Regions from separate parts of the Sus scrofa genome. Here region 2 is linked to region 1. The links are chromatin contacts, called in public HiChIP or PLAC-seq maps. All regions are on one chromosome and are shown on one strand. Each heading gives the region's core, a stretch centred on a gene start, on an enhancer-like site or on the middle of the called end of the contact. The rest is flanking DNA. Distances are from core to core; before and after follow the strand shown.

The links. HiChIP or PLAC-seq counts read pairs in DNA pulled down with a chosen protein or histone mark.
Region 2: an H3K27ac HiChIP or PLAC-seq map of alveolar macrophages shows a contact between it and region 1. The contact joins two enhancer-like sites. A contact is called at or near these places in 3 of 47 Hi-C or Micro-C datasets (liver, mesenteric adipose tissue and subcutaneous adipose tissue) and 1 of 2 datasets of contacts at active chromatin or transcription factors (alveolar macrophages).

The regions. Positions count from the first base shown.
Region 1 is chr18:25,995,920-26,003,268 of Sscrofa11.1, reverse strand. No RefSeq gene overlaps it. Among named protein-coding and RNA genes, the nearest start is that of ING3, 23 kb to the right of the region's middle. Within about 2 kb of position 4,283, at least 5 of the 83 cell types and tissues checked have an H3K27ac peak or open chromatin away from gene starts, as enhancers often do. A contact at or near this core is called in alveolar macrophages, where this site is marked.
Region 2 is chr18:26,067,830-26,075,178 of Sscrofa11.1, reverse strand. All of the region lies in intron 5 of TSPAN12 (tetraspanin 12), which reads right to left. Among named protein-coding and RNA genes, the nearest start is that of TSPAN12, 25 kb to the right of the region's middle. Within about 2 kb of position 2,643, at least 4 of the 83 cell types and tissues checked have an H3K27ac peak or open chromatin away from gene starts, as enhancers often do. A contact at or near this core is called in alveolar macrophages, where this site is marked.

The DNA.
Region 1 (7,349 bases), core at 3,034-5,533:
AGAAGTGTATAAAACTCCTACTCGCCATGAGAAGGTTTACACTGACCAGTGTAATGTTTTTAAGCTTGAAAAAGGGCATGGAATACTCCATGTTCACCAGTTAATGAATCACTGAGAGTCAAAACTGGTTACTAATTCCTGGATGATTTGAGAAGTATAGTCTAGTAGGACTTGCATTTCTTGGATTCTAGTTTAGCTGGATGCTGAAGATTAAGAGAAGCCAGAAACTGGATTTATAATAAATTACTAAGGCCAGACAGACGGGCACAGGCTCATCTGGGGTTGTTAGAAAATAGAAAATCCCAGTTCGGGAGACATCAAACAGTGTCAAATTGAACAACAGATCATACTCTTCTACTGTGCCGTGGGCAGCCTCCAAGATGGTGCCCGATGACTCTCATCTCCTGGCAGTCATTCCCTGGTATCATCTCCTCCGACCTTGAATTGGGGCTGCTATGTGTGACATATAGAGAAGGCAGAAGTGAGAGTGTGTGACTTCTTTTTTTTTTTTTTTTTTTTTTCTTTTGTCTTTTTGCCTTTTCTAGGTCCACTCCCATGGCATATAGAGGTTCCCAGCCTAGGGGTCTAATCGGACCAGTAGCCCCTGGCCTACGCCAGAGCCACAGCAACGCGGGATCCAAGCCGCGCCTGCAACCTACACCACAGCTCACAGCAATGCCAGATCGTTAACCCACTGAGCAAGGCCAGGGATCGAACCCACAACCTCATGGTTCCTAGTCAGATTCGTTAACCACTGCGTCACAACGGGAACTCTGAGGGTGTGTGACTTCTGAGGTTAGTTCATAAAGGGCTCTAAGGTTTCTACTTCCTTTGTTCTCTTGGATTGCTTGTGCTGAGCTAATCTAGCCATTATGCAGCAAGGACACTCAAGCAATCCTATAGGAAGTTCCAAGAGGAGAAAAACTGAGCACCAGTTTACCATCCACATCAGAGAACTTCTTGCATGCAGAGCCTCTAGCCCCAGTCCAGCCTTCAAATGACGATAGCCCTGGCAGACACCTTGGCTGCCACCTGGTGAGAGTCCCTGAGCTAGAATTGCTGCCCATCAAGCAGCCTTTGAATTCCTGGCGAAAAACCGTGAGAGAGAATAAATATTTATTGGGGTTTTAAGTCACTAAGTTTTCATTTGTTGTGCAATAATAGATAAATAATGCATATTGCACTCATTATTAAGATAGTAAAGAGGCAGACAGAAAAATAATTGTAAATTAGAAATATTCAATATTGAAAGCACAAGTGTTACTATGGCAGAGACTCATATCGGTGGCACAAGCTCAGAGTGACAACACCATTAAGAACTTTGAGAAAGAAATGCCTAAATATATCCTATTGAAAATGTGCTTAGACCACGGTACTATAGGGGGAGGGGAAATACAGATGAGAGACTAGTAATTGATGGAGAGATACCTAAGAAGTCTAAGGTTCTGAATTAGTCACAATTCTAAGAACTTTTCTATTACATGTTTAGTATAAATATGAATAAAAATTATTCCACTTGCTTTTTCAGATGGAACTTTAATGTGATTTCTGTGAGTCATGCTCCTATTTGTACTGACCTCTAGTCCTGAGTTTGGGATTTTTTTCCAAGAGGTTATTTTTAGCCATTGTAAAACAGGAGCTATTTTAAAGTTACAATTTTTTTAATCTGAAAATTAAGAAACATTTGCAATAATTCTATGTGTGTTCAATTCTTTTTATTCTTACTGGGTTTACAAAGTATAAGTATTTACAAAAACAATAATTTCATTTTGTATTTTAAATTGAAAGGAAATTAGGTGTCATCTTCTGAGCTTCCCAGGAGCTGCTAAATGGACTGCACCCTCCAAAAAAATTATCTGGATTTTTAAAAATAATTTTAATTCTGTCTCTCATTCAAACTTTATAGTGTCCTATTCCTCAGTTAGCTACTAAGAGATAATGAATAAACCAACCCCCCAAATGCATTCATTTCTGACAAATCCCAAGGAACAGGCATTTTTATAAAGAGTAATACTTTTTTTTTGTCTTTTTGCTATTTCTTTGGGCCGCTCCCGCGGCATATGGAGGTTCCCAGACTAGGGGTCTAATCGGAGCTGTAGCCACTGGCCTACGCCAAAGCCACAGCAATGCAGGATCCGAGCCGCGTCTGCAACCTACACCACAGCTCACGGAAACGCCAGATCGTTAACCCACTGAGCAAGGGCAGGGACTGAACCCGCAACCTCATGGTTCCTAGTCGGATTCGTTAACCACTGCGCCACGATGGGAACTCCAAGAGTAATACTTTTAATGATGACTTGTTTATAAAGAAACTACTTTTGGAAGAAAAGCTTTCCCACGTAGACATCTGCCGACCCTGCCTGAACTCAGGCCTGGGTGTGAGGGTCAGCATGGAATTAATATTTGGACAAATGAGGACATTTAGACCAGTTAAGCTTAGGAATAAGGGAAGAGTGACACAGAGCAGTGTTAATTCAAGTCAAAGAGATTTTCATTCCTGCCGGCCTTCCTCCACAGACTGGCACTTAAGGAAATTATACTCTTTATACACCTAAAAATATAATGGAATATAAACTCTCTTCCTTTCTCTCTCTCTCTTCTTTCTTTCTTTCTCCCTTTTCTTTCTTTCTCCCTTTTCTTTCTTCCTTCCTTTCTTTCTTTCTTTCTTTCTTTCTTTCTTTCTTTCTTTCTTTCTTTCTTTTTCTTTCTTTCTTTTCTTCCTTCCTTCCTTCCTTCCTTCCTTCTCTCTTTGCCTCTCTTCACTTAAACATAAAAACTTGCTGTTTATCCTAGTGTACAGCACAGGGACCTATATCTAATCTTGTGATAGAGCAGGATGGAAGACAATATGAGAAAATGAATATATATATGTATGACCAGGTCACTTTGCTTATAAAAGAAATTGACACAACATTGTAACTCAACTACATTTTCACTTAAAAAAATTTAAACTTGCTCTTTGGTTTCTGTCAAAGAATATTTAAAAGACTGTCTAAAACATATTTGGAGTTTCTGGGTACCATTCATTAGTTCAGTGCTTACCGCCTGGTGGGTATTATGATAAACTTTTCATCTAATGTAGCCAAATGTGTGTTATTACTCTCACTTAACAATAGGGAAATAGGAGCATGGAGGGGAGATCAAAGAAATGGCTTGCCAGTGTCACAAAGAAAATATAAGGCAGAACTGGGATTGGTCCCCAGGGCTGCCCAGCTCCACTGCCCATGATTTTAATTACTATGCTATATATCAGGTGGAAATGTGGTTGTATTGTAGTGCTTACAAATGTCAGGCCTTCTGAGAACTTTACATATGTCTACACTTTTTAACCTTCATGACAGCTGTATGAAGTAGGAACTATTATTATCCCCATTTTACGGATAGGTAAACTGAGGCAAGGAGAGATTAAATAACAATCAATGAGTAATGGAGAAGGCATACATGTGTGTTTGAAGACATTTCAATACATAATTAATCCAAAAGTAGTCTTTCAAAATTACATTATATATATATTTTTTAATTTGGGGGCCATGCCCATGGCATTTGGAAGTTCCTAGGCCAGGAACTGAACCCACACTACAGCTGTAACTAGAGCCATATCAGTGACACTAGTGATACTTATTCCACTAAGCCACAAGGGAACTCCCCAAATTAGATTATAGTTTAATTCATTTAAAACAATTGCAAAGATGAGTCTTCAAAACTTGCAGTTTTACTGCACACTCAAGTAAAATGTTAAATTAAAATAGATCTTTTCAACTTGCATTTGTCTAAGGGTTGGTCACTTTTAAAGATCTACATGCTATCAGGAGTAGATAATGATAACAAATTAATTCAAACAGATTTTTAAGAAAATGGAAATTGAATGGTTAATAGCTGATGATGTTTTTGCAGACTGTAAGGAAACAAAAAGGAAATTATGACTAATTCAGCTGTAAATGAAATGAACTAAAAGATAAAGTGTGTATTTCTCTAAATCTGGGCTGAAAGTCAAATTTGAAGATTTACGGAAATTCCATTTTCCTGTTCGTGAACCAAATAATTAACGATCTTGATTTTGAAATAGATAAGCTGCCTCCCATCATTTATTTCTTTGGTTAAAAATATATGCATAGTTTAAAGTAATTTTTTTCATAAGAATGACTCATTCATGATAAAGAACTGCTTATTCATTATTTATCATCACAAAACTGCATTCGTTGACACAGCTATCTCTAAGAACTTGCACTGAAGATGGTTAACACTCATACTTACTACTGAGAAAAGAATGTATGACTTATAACCCTAAAAACCAAGTTGTGCATGAGTGTGCATTTATAATGCAGACCAGGAAGGCAAAGTAGGGGGAGAGAAGAGAGGCACGAGTCCTATTGGAGGTTCGTTTATGTAAGTGGTAAGAGTTTAAGAGAAGTTAAAATATTTTCCTAAAGGGTTTAATGAACCTTGATTTTAAAGCTCTGAGCTGTAAAGGAATGAGAGGGAGGATCCATTTGAACAAATAACTCTTTTAAAAAGGAAAAAAGAAAAAAACCTAGTAAAAGATCACTCTAAATGTGGACAGACAGAAGTCATCATGAGCTCCCAGTCTACCAGATTATACTCCATGGCATTAAAGTGGAAAGCACAGTAAATGGGAGAAAGAATGAAAGCAGTTTCTTCCTTGCAAAAAAGTTAATTGGGGGCACTTATAAGGGAAAATAACGTTTTATATTTGAAATATCAGCAGAAATATATACAAAATGCAAAATCAAAAATGGGAGCTAGGAAGCTCGGGAGAATATATCTGACTCGAGATTTGACAACAAGAAAGGTCATGGTCAGTGTAGGGAGAAAGCAATTTTTTCAATATTTTGTGCTTCTTTAAATTATTCTCTAAATCTTTTTTTCTTGGGAAATCTTAAAAAAAAACAAAGGAAATACTGAAAACAGAAAATGAGAATGTGATCAGAACCAAATTTCAATGAACTTGTCATATAACTAAAAGAGAATACACTAATATACCTAGACTGGCTGAAAAATAATAACCAACAAGATACAAGAAACACAATTAAAATAAAAATGATTCAAGAAAGGTTGAAAGTAAAAAAAACCCAAATACTAATGTGAGATTTGCAATATTAACATTAGACAATTATTAAGTCGAAGCAAAAGGCATTAAAGAAAAATAGATACTTTAAAATAATGAGTGCAATCCACAGTAAATATCTCTCAAGTATCTTTATGCACCGAATAACAGCCTAAAATACAAAAAGGCAAAGTTGTCGGAAATAGAGGTAGACATGAAAAAACAACAATAACAATATTTACCTCCATATATGGTAAAGGAGATAGAAAAATAGGTAAGATATAAATGCCTAATTAACAATTCATAGAACTTATAGGTAGATATTGAATTCAATATCCTCAAAACAAAATCAACATTTCGAAAATTCCTCTAAGCATTTATAAAAATTTACCTTACATTAAGCTACAAAAATTTAATAAATTTTTTTTTGTTTTATTGAGGTAAAGTTGATTTACAAGGCAGTAAATTCTAAAATACAGAATCAATATAAAACAAATTGATCACAAGGTAGCAAAATTTGAAGTCAACAAAAATAAAAAACAATAACAACATAAGATCCCCACAACTATCTAGAAATTCAAAATTCTCTGGTAAAACAAATTTTGGGGGTGAGAGACTATATAAGCAACATTTTATAATATTCGCAATGTATAGTAATAACAATAAAAAAGCAACACTTGAAGGAAATGCTAGTATTATGCTCATACTTCACTACACAAGAATGAAAGAAAATAATATCAAGATATGAAAAGGAAGAATCAAATAAAATGAAAAAGAAAGAACTGTTTCATTAAGGGTTTTGATGGAAACCGATAGATGCTGGGTCTGATAAATTTAGGTAGTTAAGGAATTTGTCAGAGGGAATATTAGCTAGCTCACCAACTCTCCAGCAGAACCTACGAACCAGGCTCAGAAGCTTCACAGCTAGGAATAATATAAAAAAAAAAATCACAGCACGAAATTGGACGTACAGTCGCTACTGCTAAGCATGAAAACTGCATTTTTTACCAATGCTTGTGAGCACTGCAAGCACTGGATGTGGACCCTATGGCCTTTATCAGGATGAATTCATCATAGAGCTGGCTTCACCATTAGTTTCTAACTTCTGACTTGGTCCACTCTGGGTCCATCTTATTGGTAGAGCTGAGATCACATGCTCTGAGAAAATCTGGGAAAGCAATCATCTACATTGCTTGTATTCCCATGAGATAAAGAATTACTCAAACATAGGCAGTACATTCAATGATAGCTCAATAAGATGACAAATATCACCACAGCTCATGGAGTTAGCTGCCCAACACTATTCACACTCTATCCTTCTGAAAAGGATATTAGTAAAAGCAACCTAAGAGAATGCAGCGTAATTTCATTATTCCCTCATACAAGTGAAAATAAGTTCACCCTCTACTTAAAGAAAGATCATCTAAAATACTATAAATTACTACATCTAAATATTATAAATTACTACAGTCAGAAAGCTGGAAGTCAAATATTTGGGAAGAGGGTACTCCCACTTGAATTACATTCCAGGAATCATATATTGGAGAAGTGGCACTCTATATAGGTCCTTGGTTCAGACCGATAAAATATGAATCTTCAATTAGTATTCTACCAAACCATAGGGACAGATTCTTTTAGGATTGTGATATGGTAAGACTGGTGAAGCCTATGAATCAAAACTGACTTTATTCTCTATGGAAAAAAGCATTGCCACATCTAACTTGGAAGATTTCAACATATTCACTCTATCACAAAGTTGACTGTGACTCATAGGCTAAGATCTGCTTGCAATTGCTGACAAATTTGACACATAGTAGTGGCAGTTACCAACTCAATCTTGATGTGGAAGTTCTTGTTGAGCCCAAGCAAAATCTCTGTCCTTGCCACAGTGCCCATTAAGAAAGTCTTGGAGTCGAATCTGGAAAGTGACTGACCGACATTGAAAAAAATGAGCATCTTGCTCATCTGATAATGGAAAGCTTATTTTGCAGTGGAGGACTTTTTGTGAACATTTATATGAGACACAAATATTTTCACACATTGGATCTATGATCACATGCTCTTTTTAATTTTTATTTCATTATTATTATTTTTTGTCTTTTTAGGGCTGCACCTGCAGCATATGGAGGTTCCTAGGCTAGGGGTCAAATCGGCACTGTAGCTGCCAGCCTGCCAGCCTACACCACAGCCACAGCAACATGGGATCCTAGCCATGTCTGCTACCTACACCACAGCTTGCAGCTATGCCGGATCCTTAACCCGCTGAGTGAGGCCAGAGATCGAA
Region 2 (7,349 bases), core at 1,394-3,893, 74 kb before region 1:
AGTGCTAAGTATCTCTATGTCAGTTGTTTATTTTTCCTTTCCCGGTGATTGGAGGTTTAAAAATATTATATTACTTATAGTTAGTAAATAAGAGAATTCCAGTGCCAAATATTTGTACAAGATAATGGAACGGCCGACGTTCTGTTAAGAATCCACCAGGACGAAACTCCTAACAGTCTGAGAGCACTTGTGCTTAAAACACACATCCACACAAAGCCTCTGTTTTAGCCCAGTCTCAAAACAATGTCATAGCAGACACAGGCTTGGTACTTTCCGAGGGCCAATTATTCAAGACGTTCTGAGTCTTTACACATTTTGCCAAGAAAAGGCAACGTTAAATCCCTTTTAAGAATTACAAATGCAATGAGCTAAGTCTAATTGAGAAAAAGTTAGAACTATAAATCAGTTTTTGAAGAAACAAAGTCTTGTCATTCCTGAGCCCATGTAGAAAATTGAGCTGCAGTAAGAAAGTGTTGGTATGCTATGGTCCTTTGTTCATGCTTATATTTGAATAAATATACAGAAGACTCTCATAATGTATCTTAATTTACTTTCCTTTTCAATTTTCTTTACACTGGTCATTGTCGAACTAGCTTCTCTATCAAAGATGTGGGTGAAGTTCAGGTTAGAATATGACTGCTTCGCACGCTGCTCAAACTCTGAGACCGAGAAAGGTGTTATGCCAAGATGAGAGGGACTTAGCCAAGGGCCAGGGGGTTCTCAGGGTCAGGGATGCAAATCATGACAGGTAAAGCACTAAGGGCGAGTCAATAACGCAACTGGAGATGCTAGACAGGTCACCGTGTATACAGTTTCTGTGCCTTTGAAAGCCAGGTCAGCTAAAGTCTGCATGCCCAGCCCTATTGCAAAAGATATACAGGGTGTTACTGGTCTCGGAAGAGGCTGTCTCTACGTATTATTGGGCTATTCCTTAGAATGTGAGCAGGGGTCCCCATCAGCAGAACCTGGGCAGGTAAGTGCACAGGAAATATCCTAAGCCACACAGCCAAAGAACAGCAGACCGAATTCTGATCCTGATCCAGACTGTGCCTCTCATGCAGACCCAACCAAATGTGGCCTGATCCCTCCCACACCCGAGAAGCTCCTAAGTCACAGGCACCTCGGTGACATCATTTACAAGACAACACATTAGGAAATCAGACATTTTAAAAGACTTTTTTAGAGAGAAAGGGAATTCATCCTTTAGTATCAGTAACAACTTTTCAATCTACCTATAATTTGTGACAGTATCTTCTAAAACACATTCATTTTTTTATGTTCATTAAAGTATAGCTGACTTACAATATTGTTAAATCATATTCTTTTAATTACTTTACCTTTATTTTCAGACAAGGTACACATTTTAACTTACTTCTGTATATTGTCCAGTAAATCCACAACCTACCTTCTAAAGGAGTATTAAAGGGAAATGTTGTCTTTAAATATTATAGATCCATGAATACGAATATTTATTACAAAGTGAAGAGGTGTGTTCCTTTTTTTTTTCTTTTCTTAATAAATCTATTCAAGCAAAAACACTTTCCCCTTGAACAAAAATACGTATATTTTCTTTTTTTAAATGATCGAATATAAGAACACAAGCCAATTCACAGTCATGCTTAGTGTTCAGGGAAAGAAAATCATATGTGAATAATGATAAAAACACTAAACTGTCACCAAGATTGCCCAAACATCAGTAATTCAGTCTCGTTGGTAGAAGGAACAAGTTGAATTAAATAACATGAATTACAAATCAATTTTAAAGAAAAGCGTATTTTTTTACAACAAATATTTTAGCTGTAGGGATGTTAAGAAGCAGAGATCCTTGAAGCCCTGCTTTTGTAAACAGATTGATGATTATCTGAAAGAAGCCTATCCATCTTGTGTCGGTAAGTGCTTCCACCAGGTTTGAAAAGTTTGCTCTCAAACAAGTTAAGCAGCTTTACAACAATCCTCCGATACTAGTCAATTGTTTATGGACCTTTTTTGTCCCCCCTCCCCCCCCAAATCTGGGAAACAGCAGCAGGATTCCAAAGAACTACCATTCTAACTCTTCCACAACAGCCCTTGGTTGGCTGGCCTCCTCGAAGGCATCCTAGCCCAACACTCAGTTTCCTGGTGGCTACGTCAACCTGGCAACTATATTTTTGCTATTAAGTCGGAACTAAACACATCCAGATTAATACAATTTTATTTATGATGTACATCTGGGGGAAAAAAACTCTAAAACATTAGCAAGACGGCCCCACCAGAAGAACGTTATTTCTTCATCAGTAAAGGCACACATACGTCTTCCACTCTCATCTGTCATTAAAAGAGCGTCTCTAAATGTGAGGCCCCCTAAGCCCAGAGTGGCAGGACCGCGCAGCTATCCCCCTTCGGGTTGATGAGAGAAGAGCCCACAAGAAAGCCAGAACAGACACTGCTGCCAGGGTTGTGAAGCAAAAGATAGATCTGATCACATCACTCTTCAGCTCCCAAAACGTCCAACTGCAAAGTATGTACACAGGGTATTTAAGATATGCCCATAATTTGGCCTAAGATCACACAACCAACTCTCAGCCCGGCATGCCTGGCACATACCCATCCTATGACATACACGTGCCTTTGGCCAGGCACACACCATGAGCTTCTGAGTCTTATCACGAGTGCTCCCTGCACTAGGCTTTCAGTTCCTCAAAGTACCTTGCCTCCCCAGCAATGACCCTTCCGTCAACCTTCAACCATCTCTGCCTGAGCCATTAACCACCCTTCCCCTCAGATCTCGGCTCAAACCCTTCCTCCTGTCCCTTTATTAAATGCTCTCAGTTAGACCAAGGCTGTCCTTCCTTATAGAATCAGAAAAGGAATGGGTCTATGTATATGTATAACTGATTTACTTTGCTATACACCGGAAACTAACATAACATTTTAAGTCAACTATACTCCAATACAAACTTTTTTTAAAAAGAGCCTTAAATAACACAAAGAGAGAAAACTTAGCATTAAAGTATTTCCATTATAATAGGCAAATCTTTCATTACAGGTCTCATAAAAAGACAGTCCGTCTTCAACTCGGCTGTGTGAACCCTACAGAAAACTTGAAAATTGTAAATATTTTAAATGCTTGTTTCCTAGAAGATGCACTGAAAAGATTCATCCTTTTACTTAATAAGAAATAATTCTTTTTTTTTTTTTTTTTTTTTTGTCTTTTTATGGCCGCACCTGCGGCATAAGAAGAATCCCAGGCTAGGGGTCATCGGAGCTGTAGCGGCCGGCCTGTCAGAGCCACAGCAACGTGGGATCAGCCACGCCTGAGACCTACACCACAGCTCACGGCAACACCAGATCCCTAACCCACTGAGGGAGGCCAGGGATCAAACCCACAACCTCATGGTTCCTAGTCATTTTCGTTGACCACTGAGCCACGACGGGAACTCCAGAAATAATTCTTACATTGCCATAGATTATCTAAGAAAATTCCTTAAAGAGGTTTCTAAAATGTCTTCATAATTGTAACCATTGTGAGGAAATTTGTAGTTTCCAAATTTTAACGTTTCAAAGACTAAAATAATGGTAATCTAAATTTAGGGATAATTATTTATTTCATAATAATTCAAATGTACTGCTTAAGAAGAGTAGTAAATGAATATCTACTGCTTTACCTTTGCAAAAGGAAGGCAATAGACTGACAACACTGGAAGCAGATGTGAAAGCAAAACCTCTACACAACTGCTGAATTAGCCTCTACATAGCATTTGCTGAGCCTGTAACCGCATCCACAACTGGAACAACCCTTGCAAAAGCATGTGCTGCCTGGGAAAAATCAGGCATTGAACTCTGCACAGACTTGGGACACTCACAAAATCAATGAGTATAGATCCGCACAGCTTATATTGAACCAAAGTCATCGCAAATGTGTATATTAAGAAACAATATATAACAAAGCTTAAAATGCTTACTATGACAGAGTACACCTAAATTATACAAAAGTCAGAAATACAAAAACTTGAGCCATTCATACGTCAAACTTTAAAGTAAGCAAAAGGTCTAAACAACACTCAAGATCCTGTCATGAAGACCCAATACCAAAGGCATGAATGTCACATTTACTTTCAATGACATCTGCTTATGTGCTTTTCTAGGGTATAATTAGAGGCAGTGAAGCCAACGTCACTTACAAAACAGAAAGGTTAATGGCAATATGTCCCAGGCTTGTGGTGCATACAAAAACAAGACGTGCAAACTGAGCCTTTGGATCCAGCACTGCCCACATCATCTCCAGTTTCCTCTGCTTCAAATTTTTATGCGTTTAACAACGAATTTAAAAACAATAGCTTTAAAGAATTCTAGTTAACATGTCAAAATAAAACACATGTATTGAAGGGTATGTCTCTGTTACATGAAAAACGCATAAATAGTGAATAATACCTCACTTCCCCATGTCAGGTAATACAACATTCCTTTCATGTGCAAAAACTCTATCTCAGCAAGGTCTGCTGAACTCAGCAGCCCTCCACCCAGTCCCCAAAGTCTTAGTCCAGATCCATCCATGGCTTCCGAAGACTATTGTATAACCACTAATCAGCCTTCCCAAAGCCTCCAGCCCTGACTGTTACCATTTCATCAAAGGCTGAAAATTCTCACTGGCTCTCTATAGTCCAAGGGGTAACATTAGACTCTCCTACAAAGACCTACCCGTTTGGACTACTACACGCGCTTTTCCCTGACACCACAGCCACACAGAATCTCTCAGTTTTGCCCAAACTCGCCCTGTTCTTTTCCTCCTTCGTGTCTTTGCACACACTCTTCATCTTGCTTCCCTTCTCCACTAGAAAATTCGTCCATATTTTCAACATCCAGCTGAAATAAAGATTCTCCTGCCAGGGGGTTCCTGTCATGGCGCAGCGGAAATGAATCCAACTAGGAAGCATGAGGTTGCGGGTTCGATCCCTGGTCTTGATCAGTGAGTTAAGGATCCGGCATTGCCGTGATCGCAGACACAGCTCGGGTCTGCCATTGCTGTGGCTGTGGCGCAGGCCAGCAGCTGTAGCCCCGATTAGACTCCTAGCCTGGGAACCTCCATATGCCACGGGTGCAGCCCTAAAAAGGACAAAGAAACAAAACAAAACAAAACAAAGATTCCTGCCAAACCTTCCGAAAGTTTCCAACAACTCTTTATTCTGGGTCCCCACGTTAATTTATTTACAATTTTTTTTTGGGGGGGGGGCGGGGCCTGTGCCTGCAGCATATGGAAGTTCCAGGGCCAGGAATTGAACCCAGGCTACAGCAGCAACCCAAACCGCTGCAGTGACAACACCCTATCCATAACCTGCTGTGCCACAAGAGAATTCCCAATTTATTCATAATTCTAATACACTGCATTTTGCTTTGCAGTCTCCCATTTCATCTTTGTATCTCAAGTTTCTATCACAGATGGGGTACTCGATGAGGGTTTAAGGAGGAAAAAGGAAAGAAAAAGGAATGGGAAGGGAAGAAGGGAGAAAGCAGAAGAGAAGCAATTTGATTCCTGAACAGGATAAAGGAGAACTATGGTCAGATTTTTAGAGTTCCTTTTATTATAAGGATGTTAAAGATCAGCTTTCCTGCTGTGACATAGTGGGTTAAGAATCCAACTACAACAGCTCTGGTCCCTGTGGAGGGGCAGATTCGATCCCCCAGAGTCCAGCAGCAGTGGGTTAAAGAATTCTGAATTGCTGCAGCTGTGGTGTAAGTCACAGCTGGAGCTCAGATTCAATACCTGGTCCGGGAACCTCCATATGCAGAGGATGCAGCCATTAAAAAAAAGAGATCATATTTTTAAAAGTGAAATGACTACTGAATACCTTGGAATTATAGATGGTGCATATTTATTTCTTACAGAAATAGTACCAGAATTAATTAAATATATTCTAATAGTAGGGTGGTAAAGTGAAACATGCATAGACTTGGAGTGTAAACTGTGTCTGAATGCTAATGAAAGCAACTTGCAGACGTGCATCTTGGGGCATCTTGCTTGCCCTCAGCTGTCAAATAAGTCTAACCATATACAGTTGCTGTCAAGTATTTTTTGAGAAAACAGGGTAAAACTCTGGGCAGATGCTGAATATGCAGCCAATGATATGATGGATCTTGATTTAGAAATCAAGGTGCTAGGCTATCAACAAAACTAAGTAGAAAATAATAAAGGTATTTAACTTAATAGTTTAATTTTAACTTAATAGGTGATGAGAGGCTGTATAATTATTAAGTTTACAACTACTTAACAGGAGTTCCTGTCATGGCTCAGTGGTTAAAAATCCGACTAGGAACCCTGAGGTTGCAGGTTCGATCCCTGACCCTGCTCAGTGGGTTAAGGATACAGCTATAGTGTAGGCCGCAGACAAGGCTCGGATCCAGCATTGCTGTGGCTGTGGTGTAGACCCGTGGCTACAACTCAGATTAGACCCCTAGCCTAGGGAACCTCCATATGCCATGGGTGCGGCCCTAGAAAAGACAAAAAGACAAAAAAAAAAAAAAAAAAAAGAAAAGAAAAAGGAGAGAGAAGAACAGAGTTTGTAGAAAATTACTATTTAAAGCCTATTTTCAGTTTTGTATTATTAATTTAATGACAGAAAACTGAGAATGGCTAATTTCTCCACAACCATTAAAAATGGACTTGCTTACCATTAAGAGGATCATGTCAAATCTGGTTCAATCACTGTAAATTTTAAAAAGCTTTTACAAAGCTTTAAAAATTCTTCCATAAGGATAATGTGAGAAAAAGAATATATATATATATATATATATATGCATATATATATATGTATATATATATACATATATATAGTATGACTGGGTCACTTGGCTGTACAGTAGAAATTGACAGAACACTGTAAATCCACTATGATGGAAAAAATAAAAATCATAAAAAATAAATAAATAAAAGTGCTTCCATACAATCACTAGCTACGTGCAAATTCTCTGGAATAATAAAAGTTAAAAAAAGAAAGAAGAAAGAAGAAAGAAAAGATAACCCTCCCTTTTAAATACAAGATACAGTTCTTAAATATGTAAGGTGCACGCAATGTAATTTCTGACCAGGGCCTGACAAGCTGTGGTTTACTGTCAGTGGATCATATATTAGCATCACACTCTGACAAATGACGATCTCCTGATGGTGACATTCAGCTGCTGTCGATATTGTAAACATGTCTGTTCAATCTGTTTACATTCCCCTGAGCTGGCACCACTCTCCTAATGCTTATGCTAATAGCAAGGTAGAATTGCAATAACAAATGAATTTCATTTAGTCTACAGCTAAATGCCTTGGGAAGTACCCATCTAAAGTTCAAAACCAATTTCCATTTAGCTTCAATTTCTTTTTTCAA